Linked DNA regions of Mus musculus: all the other regions are linked to region 3. Evidence: chromatin contacts called from public Hi-C and promoter capture Hi-C data. All regions are on one chromosome and are shown on one strand. The core of a region is the stretch at or near the end of the contact, and the rest is flanking DNA. Distances in the headings are between cores, read along the strand shown. Region 1 overlaps 5330439K02Rik (a long non-coding RNA gene). Region 2 holds the start of Slc11a2 (solute carrier family 11 (proton-coupled divalent metal ion transporters), member 2). Region 3 overlaps Methig1 (methyltransferase hypoxia inducible domain containing 1).

Evidence for each region. Promoter capture Hi-C pulls out the DNA fragments that hold promoters and counts their contacts. A called contact is a pair of places that touch in the nucleus more often than the background predicts.
Region 1: a contact with region 3 is called in a Hi-C map of liver, with 2.3 times the contacts expected there. The contact joins two enhancer-like sites. A contact is called at or near these places in 5 of 39 promoter capture datasets (the 3T3-L1 cell line, the HPC-7 cell line, hippocampal neurons and 2 more), 4 of 15 datasets of contacts at CTCF or cohesin (the G1E-ER4 cell line, large pre-B cells, pro-B cells and 1 more), 115 of 484 Hi-C or Micro-C datasets (the 63-12 cell line, the AML12 cell line, the AtT-20 cell line and 65 more), 12 of 115 datasets of contacts at active chromatin or transcription factors (the 230-238 cell line, CD8 T cells, the HPC-7 cell line and 8 more) and 2 of 9 other capture datasets (embryonic stem cells and macrophages).
Region 2: a promoter capture Hi-C map of liver shows a contact between it and region 3, with 2.6 times the contacts expected there. The contact joins the promoter of Slc11a2 here to the enhancer-like site in region 3. A contact is called at or near these places in 18 of 39 promoter capture datasets (the 3T3-L1 cell line, 3T3-L1-derived adipocytes, the HPC-7 cell line and 11 more), 6 of 484 Hi-C or Micro-C datasets (bone marrow-derived macrophages, fetal liver, liver and 1 more), 10 of 115 datasets of contacts at active chromatin or transcription factors (the HPC-7 cell line, the SCID.adh cell line, embryonic fibroblasts and 4 more) and 2 of 9 other capture datasets (adipose tissue and pancreatic islet).

Annotation. Positions count from the first base shown.
Region 1 is chr15:100,441,527-100,445,256 of GRCm38.p6, reverse strand. All of the region lies in intron 1 of 5330439K02Rik (a long non-coding RNA gene), which reads left to right. Among named protein-coding and RNA genes, the nearest start is that of Gm5475, 20 kb to the right of the region's middle. Within about 2 kb of position 1,871, at least 311 of the 459 cell types and tissues checked have an H3K27ac peak or open chromatin away from gene starts, as enhancers often do. A contact at or near this core is called in hepatocytes and liver, where this site is marked.
Region 2 is chr15:100,421,547-100,424,842 of GRCm38.p6, reverse strand. It overlaps Slc11a2 (solute carrier family 11 (proton-coupled divalent metal ion transporters), member 2), which reads left to right and starts at 1,788. Exons shown (of 17, transcript NM_008732.2): 1 at 1,788-1,881. It overlaps Gm5475 (predicted gene 5475), which reads right to left and starts at 1,650. Exons shown (of 3, transcript NR_040351.1): 1 at 599-1,650.
Region 3 is chr15:100,381,885-100,385,337 of GRCm38.p6, reverse strand. It overlaps Methig1 (methyltransferase hypoxia inducible domain containing 1), which reads right to left. Exons shown (of 4, transcript NM_001024672.3): 4 at 903-1,611. The coding sequence ends at 1,547. Higd1c (HIG1 domain family, member 1C) reads right to left here. Exons shown (of 4, transcript NM_001002900.1): 4 at 1,383-1,611. The coding sequence ends at 1,547. Among named protein-coding and RNA genes, the nearest start is that of Higd1c, 19 kb to the right of the region's middle. Within about 2 kb of position 1,702, at least 4 of the 459 cell types and tissues checked have an H3K27ac peak or open chromatin away from gene starts, as enhancers often do. A contact at or near this core is called in hepatocytes and liver, where this site is marked.

The DNA.
Region 1 (3,730 bases), core at 622-3,121, 60 kb before region 3:
CAGTTCTCCTAGCTCCACTGTGGATTCTGGGACTAGAACTCAGGTCGTGACACTTGTGTGACAAGTGCACTTACCACTGAGCCAACTTGATGACTATATTTTTTAAAAGTTTTATATCACATTTACCAACTTTAAGAAATCCCAAGAGCTCAGTTATAGTTTGGTGGTAGAGTGCTTGCCAAGGGAGAACAAGCTGCCAAATTTAGACCCCAGTACCACAAAAGCAATAACAAAAATTAATATTTTTTGACAGTGTCCTGCAAGCACTGTAGCTCAGGGTGGTCTTGAACTCACGATGCTCTCGTCTCAGCTCCTGGTGTGCCAGGATGCCAAGTGTGTGCCACTCTGCCTAGCTACCATGGTTTCACTTTGATCACTCAATGTTTTCAGGCCTTAAAGTAAATTGTGACCAATTGATTTATTTATATTTTTATTTTATTTTATTTTATTTTATTTGAGGAGAAGCAATCTTTTGAGCCAGGGTATAGCTCAGCTGTAGAGTGCTTGTCTAGCATACACCAAACCCCAGGCTTGACAAAAGAAAACCCCTCAACAGACAGCCACCGTCCCCTAAATATGCAAATAAAAACAGGATTAAACATTTGATAGTTTTTCTTTTTCTTTATTTTATGGGTGTTTTCCTTGGGTGTATGTCTGTATACCATGTGCACACTTTGTCCGAGGAAGCCAGAAGAAGGCATCCGATCCCCTGAAACCAGAGTTACAGGTGGTTGTGCTAGGAATCAAACCCAGGTCCTCTGGGGAGCAGGCAGTGCCGGTTGGCATCGCCAGCTCTGTCTGAAGGTTTGATCGTACTTACCTAGGTAAAAGCCAGCAGGTTTGCAACAGGGGCTTGTATTCCTGCATCACGTTTCTCAGTGATGAGTTTTCAGTGCCACACACACCAGGCAGGCATAACACCACCAATCCCCATTTCCGTCTCGTTTCCCGGGGGACTCTGAACACTCCGTAACCTTCCTGCGATCTTGATTTCCACTTTCCTTTCCGGCTTTACTGTTAAACGCCTGGCTTCTCTGTTTGTATGGAAACCGAATACCCTTTAAGAAGGCAAGCTTCTTGCTCTATTTACATATTTGTTCCCTTGTTTGTTTGCATTTGAACAAGCAGAAAATGAAATGGAAAGACCGCCCTCCACAGCAGAGGCAGACCGGCTGGGAGGCAGTGGCCTTGGTTCATGTATGCTGGCCTGACTGCCAGTGTTCTAAAATGACTTTAAAATCCCCTCATTTCACTGCAGGGGAAACTGAGGCTTCGGATAAGAGAAGCAACTGTAGACTAGTTAGAGTCTGCAGTACTTAGTCTAGGACACAGGAACGCTGAGGAGCTGTTAGCGAACTGCACTTCTCAGTGTCTGTGGAGGTGTTTCTAGACAAGGACGGACCAAAATAGGTTAAGGCTTGCTGTGAATATGGGCAGCAAAACCCAGAAAGTCTGCAGCGCCCAGGGAAAAAGATGGGCGTGGCTATGCATGCCCGTGACGCAGCGCTGTGGGCTTTAGAGACAAGAGAATGCTTGCTGCTTGCCAGCCAATCCCGGGTCAGTGAGGGAGGGACTGTCGCAAGGAAATGAGGCGAGAGGGCTATAAAGCAGGAAACCCACCTTCTCTGCCGGTGAATACACACACACACACACACACACACATACACACACACACACACACACACGCGCGCGCGCGCGCGCGCCACACAAACACCCCCTCCCTCCCTTGCTTCCTCTCCTTCCCTCCCACCCCCCCACCCCCGCCCCCGCCCCCAACACCAGCTTTCATGTTGTTTAAGGTCATAGCTCTGTGACAAGCACCCTTACGCGTCATGACTGGTAGCTTTTCTTCTCGGATCGAACCCACGCTGGTCCAGGCTACTGTCTTTAGGGGCTATCAGAGGACAGGGAAACTGAGCTGCCTCTAGGTTAGCTGCAGTTGGGTTCTGGATCTGATCTGACTCAAAGGCATTTACTGGCTTTCTTTCCCCCCAGTGATAAGGAGATCGCTGTCAGGCCTCCCCATGCAGTAGCAAAATGTTATCATCTAGAGATACTGTAATCAGGTAGATACTTTGGCCAAGTTACAGAGAGCCAGCGGCGTTGTGGTAAGCAGGCATTTCCTGCCATGGGACATTTTAAAACAAGGAATATAATGAGCTTCCACCCTAAAGGGAAGATTCTGTTGCGCATGTATGTATTGTATAGAAATACATATAACACATGTTTGTACTTACACAGGTAAGTGTATCTATGTCTATATAGATATATGCACAAACATAAATTATTTTTTTGTTTGTTTTGAATCGGGGCCTCTCTGCATAGCCCCAGCTGGCCTGGAACTCACTCTCTAGATCAGGCTGGCCTCCAACTCACAGAGATCCACCTGCCTCTGCCTCTGCCTCTGCCTCTGCCTCTGCCTCTGCCTCTGCCTCTGCCTCTGCCTCTGCCTCTGCCTCTGCCTCTGCCTCTGCCTCTGCCTCTGCCTCTGCCTCTGCCTCTGCCTCTGCCTCTGCCTCTGCCTCTGCCTCTGCCTCCAATTAAAGGTGTGTGCCACCACCACCCAGCTATACCTGTTGGAGGTGAGGGGAGAGGAAGAGAGTTTTTTTTTTATAAAGATTTATTTATTATTATATCTAAGTACACTGTAGCTGTCTTCAGACACACCAGAAGAGGGCATCAGATCTCATTATGGATGTTTGTGAGCCACCATGTGGTTGCTGGGATTTGAACTCAGGACCTTCAGCCACTGAGCTATCTCTCCAGCCTCAGTAAGGGATTCTGAAACCTCAAAGTCCATGATTAATAGTGTTAGTCATATTAAACATGAGTCTCTGCCACCAAATATTATAAAACTTGTGTTTAGGGCAAAGAACGCAAACCTTCTTTCTTACCTCATAAGACTTCTGTGCACATATTTTAGTCCCCATGACCTGGTAAAATCTTTGTTTACACAACAGACCCTGCTTCATTCTGGGAACTCGATGACCTGGATCTGCCACCCCCTTTCTCCATCTTCAATTCCTATGCACGAGTTCTTTTAAGACTAGACTAGGCTAGGGCTGGAGAGATGGCTCAGTGGTTCAGAACACTGACTGCTCCTGAGTTTAAATCCCAGCAACCACACGGTGGCTCACAACCATCTGCAATGAGATCTGATGCGTGTGTTTCTAGACAGCAACAGTGAACTCATATATAATAAATAAATAAATCTTTGAGAGTTCGAGGCCAGCCTGGTCTACAGAGTTCCAGGACAGCCAGGGCTACACAGAGAAACCCTGTCTCGGAAAAAAAGAAATCTTAAAAAAAAAATAATAAGAGTAGACTAATAAATAAGACTGTGAGGTCTTATCCTAGTCAATGCGGAAAAGACACAGCCACCATGTGCTAGAATAAAAACCAAGTGCATTTGCTGTCTCTGTACAAATCTCCTAGATCTTCAGTTCTCAACCTCTCTAAAGTAAAGCGGCAACCCTTTAATACACTTCCTCACGCTGTGGTGACCCCAGCCATAACATTATTTTTGTTGCTACTTCATAACAGAAATTTTGCTACTGTTATGATTTGTAATGTAAATATCTATGTTTTCCGATGGTCTTAGGCAGCCTATGTGAAAGGGTTGTTGGATCCCAAAGGGGACATTAGCCAAATGTTGTAAATCCCTGCCCTGGATCAAGAGTGAAGTTTTTGCCTGTCATGATGGTGTGGGCCTTTAATCCCAGAGCTCAGG
Region 2 (3,296 bases), core at 539-3,038, 39 kb before region 3:
TACACAGAAAAACCCCTGCCCTGGATTTCTGTTTTGCTGCCTCGGGACTTTTTCTTTTCTGTCGGGTACTAAGTTCTGGTTCTGCCCATTTTGCTCCCCTGCCTGGAGATCACTGATTGACTAGCTAATGGCCGCCCTTGGCTCCTTCAGATCTGGAGGGAGAGACCAGGTGGCGTTTTCACCTTTACTTTGAAGTCTTATAATCACTTCAGTGTGGCACGTACTGAGTGGAAAATGGATGTGGGCTGTCAAGGCTTCGGGTTAATTGGTTCCACCTCCCTTCTCACAGGGACAGAGTCCTCTGCTCATCTACAGTGGAGTGAGTCCCTGAACCCCAGCTTCAACTCCCAGGGGAGTGGCCTCCAGACAAAAGGCTTTACTACATTACCGCCAGGGCACCCACTGCCCGCCTCCACGTCCTGCCCTGCCGAATGGCACATAAATGAAATCTCAGAAGAAAACTTTTAACTCAATTAATTTTTACTAATAACTAGGAGTGGCAGAAATACAATTCCTCCTTCTCATGGCCGGTCAAAGATGAAATTTGATTATGCTTTGAAGGGTGCGGTTTGAAATTTTTCCCTCAGTGTTGACCTACCTTAAGTGTTCTCTCTAGCCAAGGGGAGGCGTACTCCTCTGCATATATAGAGGCTGCGCTGCTCTGAAAAGCCAAACCAGTCCTGCACCATGGGGAAGAAGCAGCCAAGGGCGGCAGCAGCTGCTCCCAACTGTGAGCTAAGTAAGTGGCCACAGCCCAGGGACGCTGGCCAGCCGAGGAGCACACCTGGACGCTGACACAAACAGATCTCGCCCCTTTCTTTTCTAGATGCAGCGGAAGGTCCCAGAAGAAAGGTTCTGGGCTCGAAGGCATTTAAGAAGCCTTTCTCCAACGCCACGGATGAGCTGGAGAGGCGGCCAAGATTAATTTGTAGTTTCTCTTCTTTCAGGTGACGATTCTGTATGAAGAGCAGCAGCCCCAGCCAGGGGCCTTTCTGTTTGCTTTTGCTGTCATTTTTTTTTTTTTTTTAAAGTTTCCATCTTTAGGGTTTACCCTTTCTTCCTATCTCCGTTCTTACCAAATAATGAACATTTCTCCCGGCAGTTTCTATATGAAGAAAACAGGGCTGTCATCTATACTGTTGTAGGGGAAATCGAGAAGTCCTTTTCGGTGGCAACTTGGGGCGGGGGGTTGTCAGGTCATAAAACTGCGAAGAGGTGAGGCTGAGGCCGGGGATGGAGTGGGACTGTTTTGGGGGCAGGCAGGATAAAATGTGTGGAGAAGAGACAGAGCCAGGTGGGATCACTGTGAGTCTTGGGAGTAGGACGACGGGTGCAGCCGAACTGGCTCCACTGGTCGAAGTTTCTCGGTTCCTCCCAGGCGTGGGGTGTTCTTGGCGCGTCAGTGGGCACCGAGCAGTGGCTCAAGAAGCTAATAGGGACTGCCATGGCGCCTTAGGATCGAGTGTAGCTGTTTCTCGGAGTTATCATCTCTTAGGAGGAAAAAGGCGTGTAGCTGCCTAAAAGGAAGTGGCGGGAACTATGACAAAAATGTATATGTCCCGAGCATTCCGGGGATGGGAGTTGCCAATATAAGAACGCCGAAGGTTTGAACTGCGAGGACCGTGGCGCGCCCGGCGGAATCACGCCTCCGGATCAGCCCCGCCCCCGCTCAGGCCCCGCCCCCAGGCAGCTCGGATGGGCGGAGCCTCCGTTCCCGGTCCGCCGGCCACGCAATCCCGCAGCTGCAGGAGTCCAGCCAATCAGGAGAGGGGGGCTCCCGCCCGGCCGGCCAATCACGGGAGGGCAGGAGGTTGACTGGGTCGCCGCTGGCTCCTGGGATATGGAGTCGCCGGCGCGGCGTGTGTGGAGGTGGCGGAGCCGGTAAGCCGGGGTGCTGGCAGGGTCAGGGGTTACGGCGGCCCGCTGTGCGCGGGCGTGCGAGGGGGCTCGGACGGCGACCTACGGGGCTGGAGCAGCCTGCGGGGAGGGCGCAGCGGCGAGCCCGGGGAGGGAACCCGGTATCCCGAGGAGACCGGGAGGGCTCCCGGCTCAGCATAGGCGCCGACGATCACGGGCCTCGGCTCTTCACCGCCACCCGGGACACCGGACCACCCTTCCGCGGCCGGCCGGCCGGGGGGTGCGACCGCAGTGCCCTCCCGGAGCCCCGGGTGCCCTGCAGCGCAGCGCCCTGTCAGCCCAGCGGCTGCGGGAGCTGCGCGGTCTGCCCGAAGGCCTCAGGCCTCGCGGTTGAGTGCTGCTCGGTTGTCCGGCTGTGTGTGCAGCCTGGGACCCTGCGCCTTCCAAGGCCTCGTTCAGGGACACTTGCACGCGATGGATACTCCCCTTCTCAGCGGCGTCCTAGGCCGGGTAGTTTGCAAACTCATTTGTTTGATATTCCACCTTTGGATTCTTTGTCCGTTTCTTGGATACATCATATTTGGAAGGGCATCCTCAGAAGTAGAGTTTCCGCTGTATAAAATGGAGACACTCGGTTATCCCTTGGTTTTCAACGGTGTGATTTAAGGCAGCAAAAGCAAAATATGGGAGAAGAGCTGGTGAGGGCCGGTGGGCATCCGAGAGCTTCCATGTGACCCGTGGGGAAACCACGGGAAACTGTCCACGTTGTCCACCGTGGCATTCTCCACCCTGACCAAGTCTCCTTACTTCTTGGCTGTGTTAACTTTTGGTTCAGGCTCCTTAAGCTTTCCTGCGGTCCACACTTAAAGGTGGGGTGGGGGGATGGGGTGGTGGTGGTGGTGGTGGTGAAGGTTGGGTCTGTCAGGGCTGTTGGTGTTGTTAGTTAATACAGGTAAAGTGCTTAGGGCAGTCTCCTGCTGACCGGTATTTTTTTTTTTTAAATTACTGCTTGCTTGTGCCTGCTGTTTCCTTAAAGACTTTAACCTTCTCAGTAGTCTTTGCCCTGAGTCCCCTGGGCTATTGCCAAAGGTCCTCCAGGCAAGGCTTTCTAGCCATACTGTTAGTCTGCAAGTGCATCTAATTACAGGTGAAGAGATGCAAGGTGCTGACAGTACCTTCTTACTCTTTGTCTTTTTGAGACTAGATCTGGCTACCTCTCGTTAACTGGCCTTGAACTTGCAGTGTAGACCAAATTGTCCTCTAGCTTACAGTGATCCTCCTGCCTCTGCTGAGATCACAGACTTTTACCACTCAAACTTGGCTTCTGCTGAGTTTATTGAATGGGGTGGTTAAGTAACGTTTTAGGCTGTTTCCTGCAGTAGCTCTGCTGGTAAATGTAACATTGAGATTTCACTGGTGTTTTTTGTTAGCTATTTTAC
Region 3 (3,453 bases), core at 453-2,952:
ACATAGTTCCATAAGAATGGCCAGTCCCTCCCCTTGACCTGACCATCTCTCCCTAGACCCTACCTCTTCAGAGACTCCCCTGACTCAAGCTTGCACGCTGGGACCAGGCCTCCCACACAAGAACATTTTGAGGACATGTTACAGCCTGCAAGCATAAGCATAGTCAGTGAATATAGAGAAAACTATTCGTGTTCACTGTTCCCTGGGATTAAACACTGTGCCGTTTAATTAAGAAAGGATGCTCTGGCCGTGTAGGCCGGAGTCAGCGGCAATGCAGCTAAATAATTAGTAGTGAGTTCCCGCTACATGACTGTGTGCCCACCATACTGTGAAGGACAGGTGGAGAACATGCAGGCTGGCGGTGTGGTAGCCAATGAAGATACCATGTTTGGGACACGGCATTAGGCCACTGAAGTATTTTACAGAGTCAAGTGTTAAGGAGTGTCTGTGTAGAGGGACCCTACTTAGCAGCCTCCTGCAGTGGATTCCCCCCCCCCCCACTTTACCCAGCCCAGGGGAACGCAAGAGCATCATCGCACATCTTTTCCTTGGTACAAGGGGACATCATCCAAGTTTGCAAGTTTGCATGGGTTGCGGCTATTGCTAGATCCACAGTTGGCAGTGCTGTGTAAGTAACAGATACATTCTTTCCCTTCACTCAGTAACATTACAAAGTAGGCTTTGGGAGAGGTGTCTTCCATGCAGAAGAGGTGAGGCAGAGGGATTGCAGTTTTGAACACAGACACTGCTGCACAGTAAGATCCTGCCCCACCACTCACAAAGGGTTTCACAGTATACCCCAGACTAGCCTGGAACTTGTGACCGTCCTGCCTCCGGATCCTAGAGTTTTAGGCCGGCATCATGCCCTACTGTTTTGAAAAGCCATTTTCCTTCTCTTTTCTGAAGATTTATTTATTTGGGTGTGTGTGAGTATTTACCCACATGTAGGCATGCACACTGTATACATACTCTGGGCAGGGGTTGTGAGCTGCCATGGTGCTCTGCAAGAGCCAGTCCCACCCCCTTTCTACAGCCATTTGCTTGCTTGTGTGGATGCACACACGTGTGGGGCTCAGAGGATAACCTCGGCTTCATTCTCTTCTTCCACTATTTGGGTTCCAAGGTGCGCACTGAGGCCAGGCTTGGCAGCAAGCATCTTCATTCCTGAGCCACCTTGCCTCCTCTGGATCCCTTTTCTAAGAAAACACACTTGGTCTGCACTGCTTGCTGAGTGAAGGAAGGGGGCCACATTTTTGCTAAGAACCTGTTTAGAAGTCTGTCAGAGCCTGTTGGTGCAGGAACCGCTGCTGCCTGTGTGCACAAAGTCTGGAACTCCAGGGGGCCTAAGTCAGAAAAAGACAGCAGCAGGGTAATTTTCAGCTAACCGAGAGGATTTAGAGAGCAACCGCTTAGCATCGTGAGATACAGATTCTATGAGGATTCTGTGTGAGTTACACGTTGTAGCATGATTCAGAACACAATGAGAATTCCTTTTTCTGATGCTAGCACTGAAGGAGCCGGCCGTCCTTGCTTCCAGCTTCTGGCTTTACTTTTTGGGTACATTGAAGAACCGAGGTCTGATATAGTCCTTATACATAGAGTAGAGAACACCTGGAGAAGAAAGTCACCCACAATCAGTAGTGTCCGTGAGAAGCAAACACTGACATTTTCCCACACACTTTTCCAAAACGAGCACACTATTGCAAAAGAAAAGGACAAACAAAACTCAGTAAGCAAGGCTCCGCTCACCCAGCGGCTGCAGAATCAAATAACACTTAAGTATTTTGGATCAGCATCGACGCAGGCATATGCACATGTGCACACACAAACCCAAACTCATAAAAACACAAATTCTGTAAAAAAAAACATAAATTTAAAAGACAATAATACTTTGAACTTAAGCTGTCATAACACCATCCCCAAATTAAAGTTTTTGTTTTGTTTGTTTTCTTGAGTCAAGTGTTTCTCTGTGTAGCCCTGAATGTCCTAGAACTCACCACATAGACCAGGCTGGCTTTGAACTATAGAGGTCTGCCTGCCTCTGCCTTCCAAGTGCTGGGATTAAAAGTGTGTGCCACCAGGGCCGGCTGAACTCATGTTGGCTGAAGTCGGTGACACATGGCAGCAGTGGTAGCAGTCGGTGCGCAGAGGCAGGGGGATCGAAAGTTCATCCCGGTGTTTGGCTACACTGTGGGCGGAGGCCAGTCTGAGCTGCATGAAATCTTGCCTCAACAACAGAACCAATCTTGGGAAAAGCTAGGCAAGTTTGGTCAAACACAAGTATCTTAGTTAGCCAGTCACGAATTCAGCACCTGCCTGTGCTCAGCACCCCAGGGAATATGCATGACTGATGGAACCCTGCTCTGGGGATTAGAAGCAGCAGGTGAATTAGCTCTGAGATGAGGCAGATGACGCCAGCAGTCCGAGGGCTGTGTTGAAGCTTCCGAGAATTCTTGGCGATGAATTCCGAAAGGAAGAGTCAAGTATCAGATGTAGTTTCCCTCTGGCCTCTCTCCCTTGTCAAGGCATGGGTACCTAGTTGTCTAGATCGTTCACTTCTCCCAAGACTGCCCACTGTGGTCTTTCTGTGCACAGAAGATAAAGGCTCCATGGATTCTTCTTGTAGCACCGCAGGGCAGTAAACTGAGGCAGAAGCTGCAAAAAGCTTTAGAGTGAAATACTAAAATAACTAGAATTGATGCTGCCTAGCATTCAAGCCAAAATGTTTTCTTTTTAGCGGGACTCGCTGTGTTGAAACGACATTCTCGGAGCTGGAAAGGTGGCTTAGTTGGTAGAGTGTCTGCCTAGCACGCACAAAGCCCTGGTTTGGTTCTCAGCACCACACAAACCAGGCGTGGTGGCACACACTTGTGATCTCAGCATTCAGATGGCAGAGTCAGCAAAGTCCAAAGTTCAGAGCCATCCTTGGCTACATAGGGGGTCTGAGGCTAGCACTGGGCAGTGAGACCCCGACTCAACACACAAGTGAATAAAATGTGAGGTTCAGAGAGAATTCTGGACTCATTTCTTTTAGTGAGTTAGAGATAGTTCGTCCTTGCCGCTTGCCAACCATCTAAATGTCCATTCCCTGAATGTATGATCACCGACACTCATTGCCTCTCTAGTGATCCAGTTAGATCTCTAAGGAGAGCTCATAGTCTGCTGCCAATATCTGTACTGTTACAGCCCCATACACTAAGTGGCACGCGCACGCGCACACACACACACACGCACGCACACACGCACGCACGCACGCGCACACACACACACACACACACATGCACGCACGCACGCGCGCACGCGCACACACACACACACACACACACGCACACACGCACGCACGCGCACACACACACACACCCTGCAAGCTTTTTGTTTAAGTTTTGTTTGTGTGTTCCTGTGTGAGTTTGAGCATGCTGTCCCACACCTGTGGGGAGGTAGACCAGCCTCAGC